Linked DNA regions of Ovis aries: region 2 is linked to region 1. The links are chromatin contacts, called in public Hi-C maps. All regions are on one chromosome and are shown on one strand. Each heading gives the region's core, a stretch centred on a gene start, on an enhancer-like site or on the middle of the called end of the contact. The rest is flanking DNA. Distances are from core to core; before and after follow the strand shown. Region 1 holds the start of ZDHHC14 (zinc finger DHHC-type palmitoyltransferase 14). Region 2 overlaps ZDHHC14 (zinc finger DHHC-type palmitoyltransferase 14).

Region 1 (2,963 bases), core at 302-2,801:
GCGGGGGTCGGGGGGAGAGAAATAAAGCGAGCAAATTGTGGGCGCCCATGGGAGAGAAGAAGTGAGAAAGGGCAGGGGAGGCAGCAACCCACGCAGAACCGGCTGCCACCGGGGGCTTGTCCTCCGAAAGGGAGTCGGAGGCCGGAGGGTGACCGAGACCGATTTCGCTGCCCCCTCCTTCCCGCAGAAACCTGGAAACCCGGCCTGGAAGCCGGCCGGGAGGCGGAGATCCTCCCCCGCCAGCAGCTCCCATCCTGGATTCTGGCCCGCCTCGGCACGCCCCTACCCACCCTGTCGCCCGGGCGCCCCCATCGCCTTCCCGGGCAGCATTAGAGAACCCCCGCCCCTCAACACCGCGACCCGACCACGCGCCCCGCCTGGGAGGGTCACGCCTCCGCGCCGGTTCCTCGGGCCCCCGGGACTCGCAAGAATGGGTTTGCGTGTTGCCGCGTGAATGGGTGTCCCCAAGGCGGCTGCGACCGCGGGAATAAACCAGGAGGAGAAGCGGGGAAGCGGACAGAAATCTGCGGGAGAGCGATCAGCGGGTACCCGGCTGGAGCGGCCCCGGGGCGATGCTGGAGGGAACCTAGTGCCCACCCCCGCCCGGACACTGGCCTCGCCCGGACCGCCGGTGGGGACCGGGGCGGGGGCGCGGCAGTGCCCGTGCGGACTTCGAGGGGCGAGAAGGAGGGGCCGGAGGAGGAGCCCGGCGGGCGAGGCGCGGGCCACCGCCCACCGGGCGGGGAGGAGGAGGCGGACCCGCTCGGAGCTCGGCGCGCGCGCCGGGGCTCAGCCTTGCAAACAAGTGTCTGTGGCGCTCGCCCCGCGGCCCGGACACTAGCGCTTCGCCGCCCCCGGCGGCCCTCCTTGTGCCGGGCCTGGCTCCTATGGGGCAGGACCGATCCAGCGAGCCCGTGGGCGCGCAGTCTGCCACCCGCCGCCGCCGCCGCGACCCTCGGGCCGGGCGGCCCCGGCAGCTTCACGCGGGGGCCGCGGACTCGGCTCGGCTGGCGGGCGCGCCGGCGCGGGGTCGCCGCGCGATCAGCGGCGCCCAGGCTGTCGCCGAGCCCGCTCCCGACAGAATAACGTGCTTGGTTTCCCCACCCACCCCTGGGAGGGGTTGCCGGGGCCGCGAGCGGCCTCCCAGTTTCCATCGCTCTCTCCTGGGGAGGATCCGCCGCCGGGAGGAAGGATTAGAATAAACCTGAACCGCAGCGCAGAAGTGGCTCCCGGGGAAGCCGGCGCGGGGGCCGCCGCCTCGTGTCCCCTCGGGGCGCAGCGCTCGGGGGTCGGCGGGCCGGAGCCCAGGCGCGGCCCGCGGGCCGGGGGCAGCGGGGCGGAGCGAGCAGCCGCGCGAGGGGGCGGGCGCGCGGCCCACCAGGGGGCGGCCAGGCAGCCCCCTGCACCCCGCGGGGGCCCCGAGCCCCGGCACGCGGGCTGGACGCGAGCGAGGACCGCCGCCGCGGGCTGCGGGCGAGCCCCGTCCCTCTCGGCAGGGGATCGGGCTATGACAGCTGGGCGCCCCAAAGGGTTAACCTGGGTGTCCTCGGCAAAGTTGTCGCCGAGCCGGGAGCCCGTGTAGGGGCCGCGGCACCGAGGCTCGGGGGGCGGCCGGGCGGCCGGCGGCGGTCGTGGCTCGGCGGGGCCCGCGCGGCCGGGGGGCTGCTGGGGGTGTGCGCCCCCAGCCGGCTGCCCTCGTGGATGCCTCCCGGCGGCGGCGGGCCCATGAAAGACTGCGAGTACAGTCAGATCAGCACCCACAGCTCCTCCCCCATGGAGTCGCCCCACAAGAAGAAGAAAATCGCGGCCCGGAGGAAATGGGAGGTTTTCCCGGGAAGAAACAAGTTCTTCTGCAACGGGAGGATCATGATGGCCCGGCAGACGGGCGTCTTCTACCTGACCCTCGTCCTCATCCTGGTCACTAGCGGACTCTTCTTCGCCTTCGAGTAAGTGGCGGCGAAAGCTTCCCCGACGCCTGCACCCCCTCGATCCCTGACCCTCCCCTCGATACTTTCGTTTTCTAGAAGCTTTATCTGTTGTATATCGTTATATAATACAGACGCCCCACCACCACCACCTTTTTTTTTTTTTTTTTTTTTTCTTTCAAAGGTCTGTTTGCTGGTCCGTCCCCAGAGATAATGCAGTTTTGGGTCGGACTCTAGGAGTGGAGGACAGGGCAGAGGGGGACACTTGGAAGGTGTACCCGCCTTGTTGAGTGGCACTTTGGCAGGTGGCTGATTCTTGGTGCTGGCCCGACTCCTAGAGTTTGGGGAATAGCAGTCCAGCCCAGATGTAGCCTTCTGTAGGAAGCGGGAAGGAGGTAGATCACAGAGGGGATCCACAGAGTTGGCCTCCTTTCCTATTCAAGAGCTGTAAGGGCATCATGTTAAGCTCGGCTTCCGAAATCTTCTACGCGTCTTTGCTGAATATCAAGAAATCTTGGTTGGTTGAGGTCTCAGAGTGTAGGCCACCCCATGTGGCCTGGAAGGATAATTTCATTTTTCATTCCCCTTTAGATGTTCACTCTTGGTCAACAGTTTCTGATTTACTATCAGGTGTCTAAACGCTTCACTGTTTTAAAAAAAGTTTCAATAAAAAAATGTTCCAAGCAAACACTTCTCCCACCCCTTCCTGATATTTGGAAACAGGTTAAAAAGGAGACTGTAGGCCTATTTTCAGGAAGAGTATGACACTGCTTGGTAACTTCTGACTCCAGAAACAATACTTGGGGACTTTAGAGCTTTAACTGGAAAAACAAAGTACATGCATGTCTTCTGTTTTCAGGAAAATCAGATTGGCTGGTAGCAGCTATCCTCCTGCCAACTAATGAGGGATCTTCTTACTGATTAATAGTATTAGATAAAGTAGTTTAACCACATTCCGGAATCAATTTCAATTGCTCTTATTAGGTCCAACATTTGCAATGCAACTTCTTATGTAATTCTTGGTATCTGATGCTCAAT
Region 2 (2,963 bases), core at 138-2,637, 79 kb after region 1:
AAAGAAATAAGGTTAAAGTGTATGCATCAGCCAATTTCCCTGCCACATTCTCAATCTTTGCTACTTGTGAATGTACTTTTCTTCTAATATCAAAGTCATCTCTCTAAATCCTGTAACAGGTCACACTCTTTAACTCTAGAAGATCCTTGGATATGAAATATGTTTACCCAAAGAAGAAAGAAAAATGCAACATAATATTATTAAATTTTTTAATGTTTCTAATATATCTTTAAACACTAGCTAACAAAACTAAAAGTAGATACTAGAAATGAGTGCTCCCATTTTTCTTCCAGCATATTAAAATGTCTCCAAAAGTTTTGATAGTTTTCTCCATATTATTCAAAGAGTTATTTGATGGCAACTGCAGGCCAAGCTGGTGTTTTCTTTTGCTAATGCTATATTTGGTACTGACATCAGGTTTAAATGCTACCTAAACGACAGCATAAGCACAATATTGATTTCAGTCGGATCAGAAAGCATCCTTTCGTGAGTGTCTTTGACAGCCCTGGAAACAAGGCCGTTGGGCTGAAAACAGCCTTCAGTTTAGGTGCTACCCATCTTAAAAATCTCATTTATCGCAAATTGAAGAGCTTTGCCCAGGCCGTCTTTCTTACTGCACGTCTATTGCCTAATGTTTCCTGGGAGACGATGCCAGGCCACTCTGAAAGGCAGCAGAAAGCTTTTAGAAGCGAAGTGAGCTGGCTATTCACCACAGTATCACTTTCTTCCGAAGTTCTCGAAGGATTTCACAGTCTGAACTGGCAGGTTGCAGGACGGCCACAGGAGTTCTGATGCCCCTCGATGCAGACAGTGTTGATCTTTCCGAAGCTGCACCGTCTACTCGGGCAGCGGAGGTGTGCCAGAGACGTTGTAGGCAGAGCGGGGTGACCCGTGCCCCTGTCTAAGGGGAGGATTACTCAGGAACAAAAAGGGACGAAGGCAAGGAAGAAGGCATTTGGGCCTCGGGGGGTTGTGGGGGTGAGAGAGGCTCATGTTGAGCTGTCGTCCCTTTTTATTACCGCCCTGCTCCCCTAAATGAAGCAGGAGAATCATGTGGAATCCCCACGAAGCTTTTTGTGGAGACTAGTTTTCCTCAAAGGCTGCTTCTCAATCCGGAGGCCCCTGTGATGCTGGCTTTTGTTTGGTTTTGTTTTGTTTTCTCAGCAGGTAGGATAGTGGCGTCCTCGGCAGGGGACCCTGCCCCATGGCTGCCCCGCTGGCCGGCTGCGCTCATCTTCAGGACTTGGGCCACATACCGACCATTGTGATTTTCTTCGTGAGGAACAGAATGTAATCTTTCTTATAGTCAGCTGGGGATACAAGCGGCTCTTGTTAGAAGGAAAATGACTGTGGAACACAGCCTTTTCACTCAGATAAAGCAGTTAGTTTTAGACGGGTAATCAGAGAAACATGCTGGCCCGTTGTGCATCTGAGCAGAGCTCTCCCCGGCGCTTAGCTCAGTGTCAGATGACATTCTTTGATAGCTACTGGGTACCAGTCCCCATCCCCTTAATCTGACTCTGGGAGGAAGGTAGGGGAGGGTTGAGAAAAGAATTAACTGCAGGCCTGAGAGAAGAAACAGAGGAAATGGGAGTTTTGCTGTCTTGGTGATGCCTGGGTTTCATGAGGGCTCACTGATGTTTGCAGATTGCTGCCGCTGTTGTGAAATCACATTCTCTTCTGCTTCAGGAGGAGGCCTGCTGCTGCTGGCGGGCAGCTTTTCCTGCTTTCTGCATCCCAAGGAAGCCTTGCAGGCCTGTAGCCCTAGATTCTGAGTGGAGGTGCCGGGTTAGGGCTCAAGCAAAGACCGGTCTAGTCATGTGTTGATGCTGGTAGACTTTCGAGTTTGCAGTCTATCTCGAGGGCCTAAAAGTACTCTCTTGATATTTTCAGTTGATTCGCTTTAATACAGGTGCTGTTTTTGCAGTTTGTGGTCCAGGCGGCCCTCTGCTTGTATCGTTGTGTTTGAAAGCACTGGGTGGGGCAGTGAGACCTGGCTGGAGGCCTGGGCTCTCTGAGTTGGTGCCGGGTAACTGTGGGTGAGTCCCCTAAGCCATGGAAGTTGGTTTCTGCAAAGTGGGAAGGATGACCGGTGGCCAGGGCAGCACCTGGTGTTGCTAGGGGCATGCCATGACGTAACTTGTCTGAGAACACTTTTGAAATCGTCAAGAATTAAAGAGAGAGAAAGCATGGGCATCCCCATCTCGGCCATCTGCACTTCTTTGGAGTGCAGGGATGGAGAGAGGAGGGAACGCATCCAGTCATCCTGCCCTTTAATCACTTGCAGAAATTTATTTAGTTTTGATGCGGACCATTTTTAAAGACTTCATTGAATTTGTTAAAATATAGCCTCTATGTTTTTGGTTTTTTTTTGGCCAGGAGACATGTGGGAGTCTTAGGTCCCCAACCAGGGATTAAACCCAGGACATCCTGCATTGGAAGGTGAAATCTTAACCACTGGACTGCTAGGGAAGCCCCTCACTGTTTTTTAAGTTTGGAAATTTGCCAAGGAAGAAGGAGGGTTAGGAAGAGTTGTTTTCTTTTCTTTTTTTGTTTTACCATTATTTGGAGAATTCATTTAACCCTTTTGGTTCTGTCCACCTCTGCTTGAAGGGACTTCCCTGGTGGCTAAGATGGTAAAGCGTCTGTCTACAGTGCTGGAGACCTGGGTTCGATCCCTGGGTCGGGAAGATTCCCTGGGGAAGGAAATGGCAACCCAGTCCAGTACAATTGCCTAGAAAATCCCGTGGACAGAAGAGCCTGGTGCAGGCTACTGTCCATGGGGTCACAAAGAGTCGGACACGACTGAGCGACTTCACTTTCACTATCACCTCTGCTTGAAATTACTGTGAAATGTTATAACATTGTCATGACTAATTCTGTTACACATGCTGGTAAAAGAAAACCAACTGAGTTGTCATCATCGTTTGGTTGGCAGCTGAGTTGGCCACCTGAGTGGTCAA

What was found. Hi-C and Micro-C count contacts between places; a contact is called where the count stands out from the background.
Region 2: a Hi-C map of hypothalamus shows a contact between it and region 1, with 2.5 times the contacts expected there. The contact joins the enhancer-like site here to the promoter of ZDHHC14 in region 1. A contact is called at or near these places in 2 of 16 Hi-C or Micro-C datasets (blood and hypothalamus).

Annotation. Positions count from the first base shown.
Region 1 is chr8:81,752,558-81,755,520 of ARS-UI_Ramb_v3.0, forward strand. ZDHHC14 (zinc finger DHHC-type palmitoyltransferase 14) reads left to right here and starts at 1,552. Exons shown (of 8, transcript XM_042253668.1): 1 at 1,552-1,946. The coding sequence starts at 1,702.
Region 2 is chr8:81,831,259-81,834,221 of ARS-UI_Ramb_v3.0, forward strand. The region is part of intron 1 of ZDHHC14 (zinc finger DHHC-type palmitoyltransferase 14); the gene reads left to right. Among named protein-coding and RNA genes, the nearest start is that of ZDHHC14, 79 kb to the left of the region's middle. Within about 2 kb of position 1,388, at least 9 of the 54 cell types and tissues checked have an H3K27ac peak or open chromatin away from gene starts, as enhancers often do. A contact at or near this core is called in hypothalamus, where this site is marked.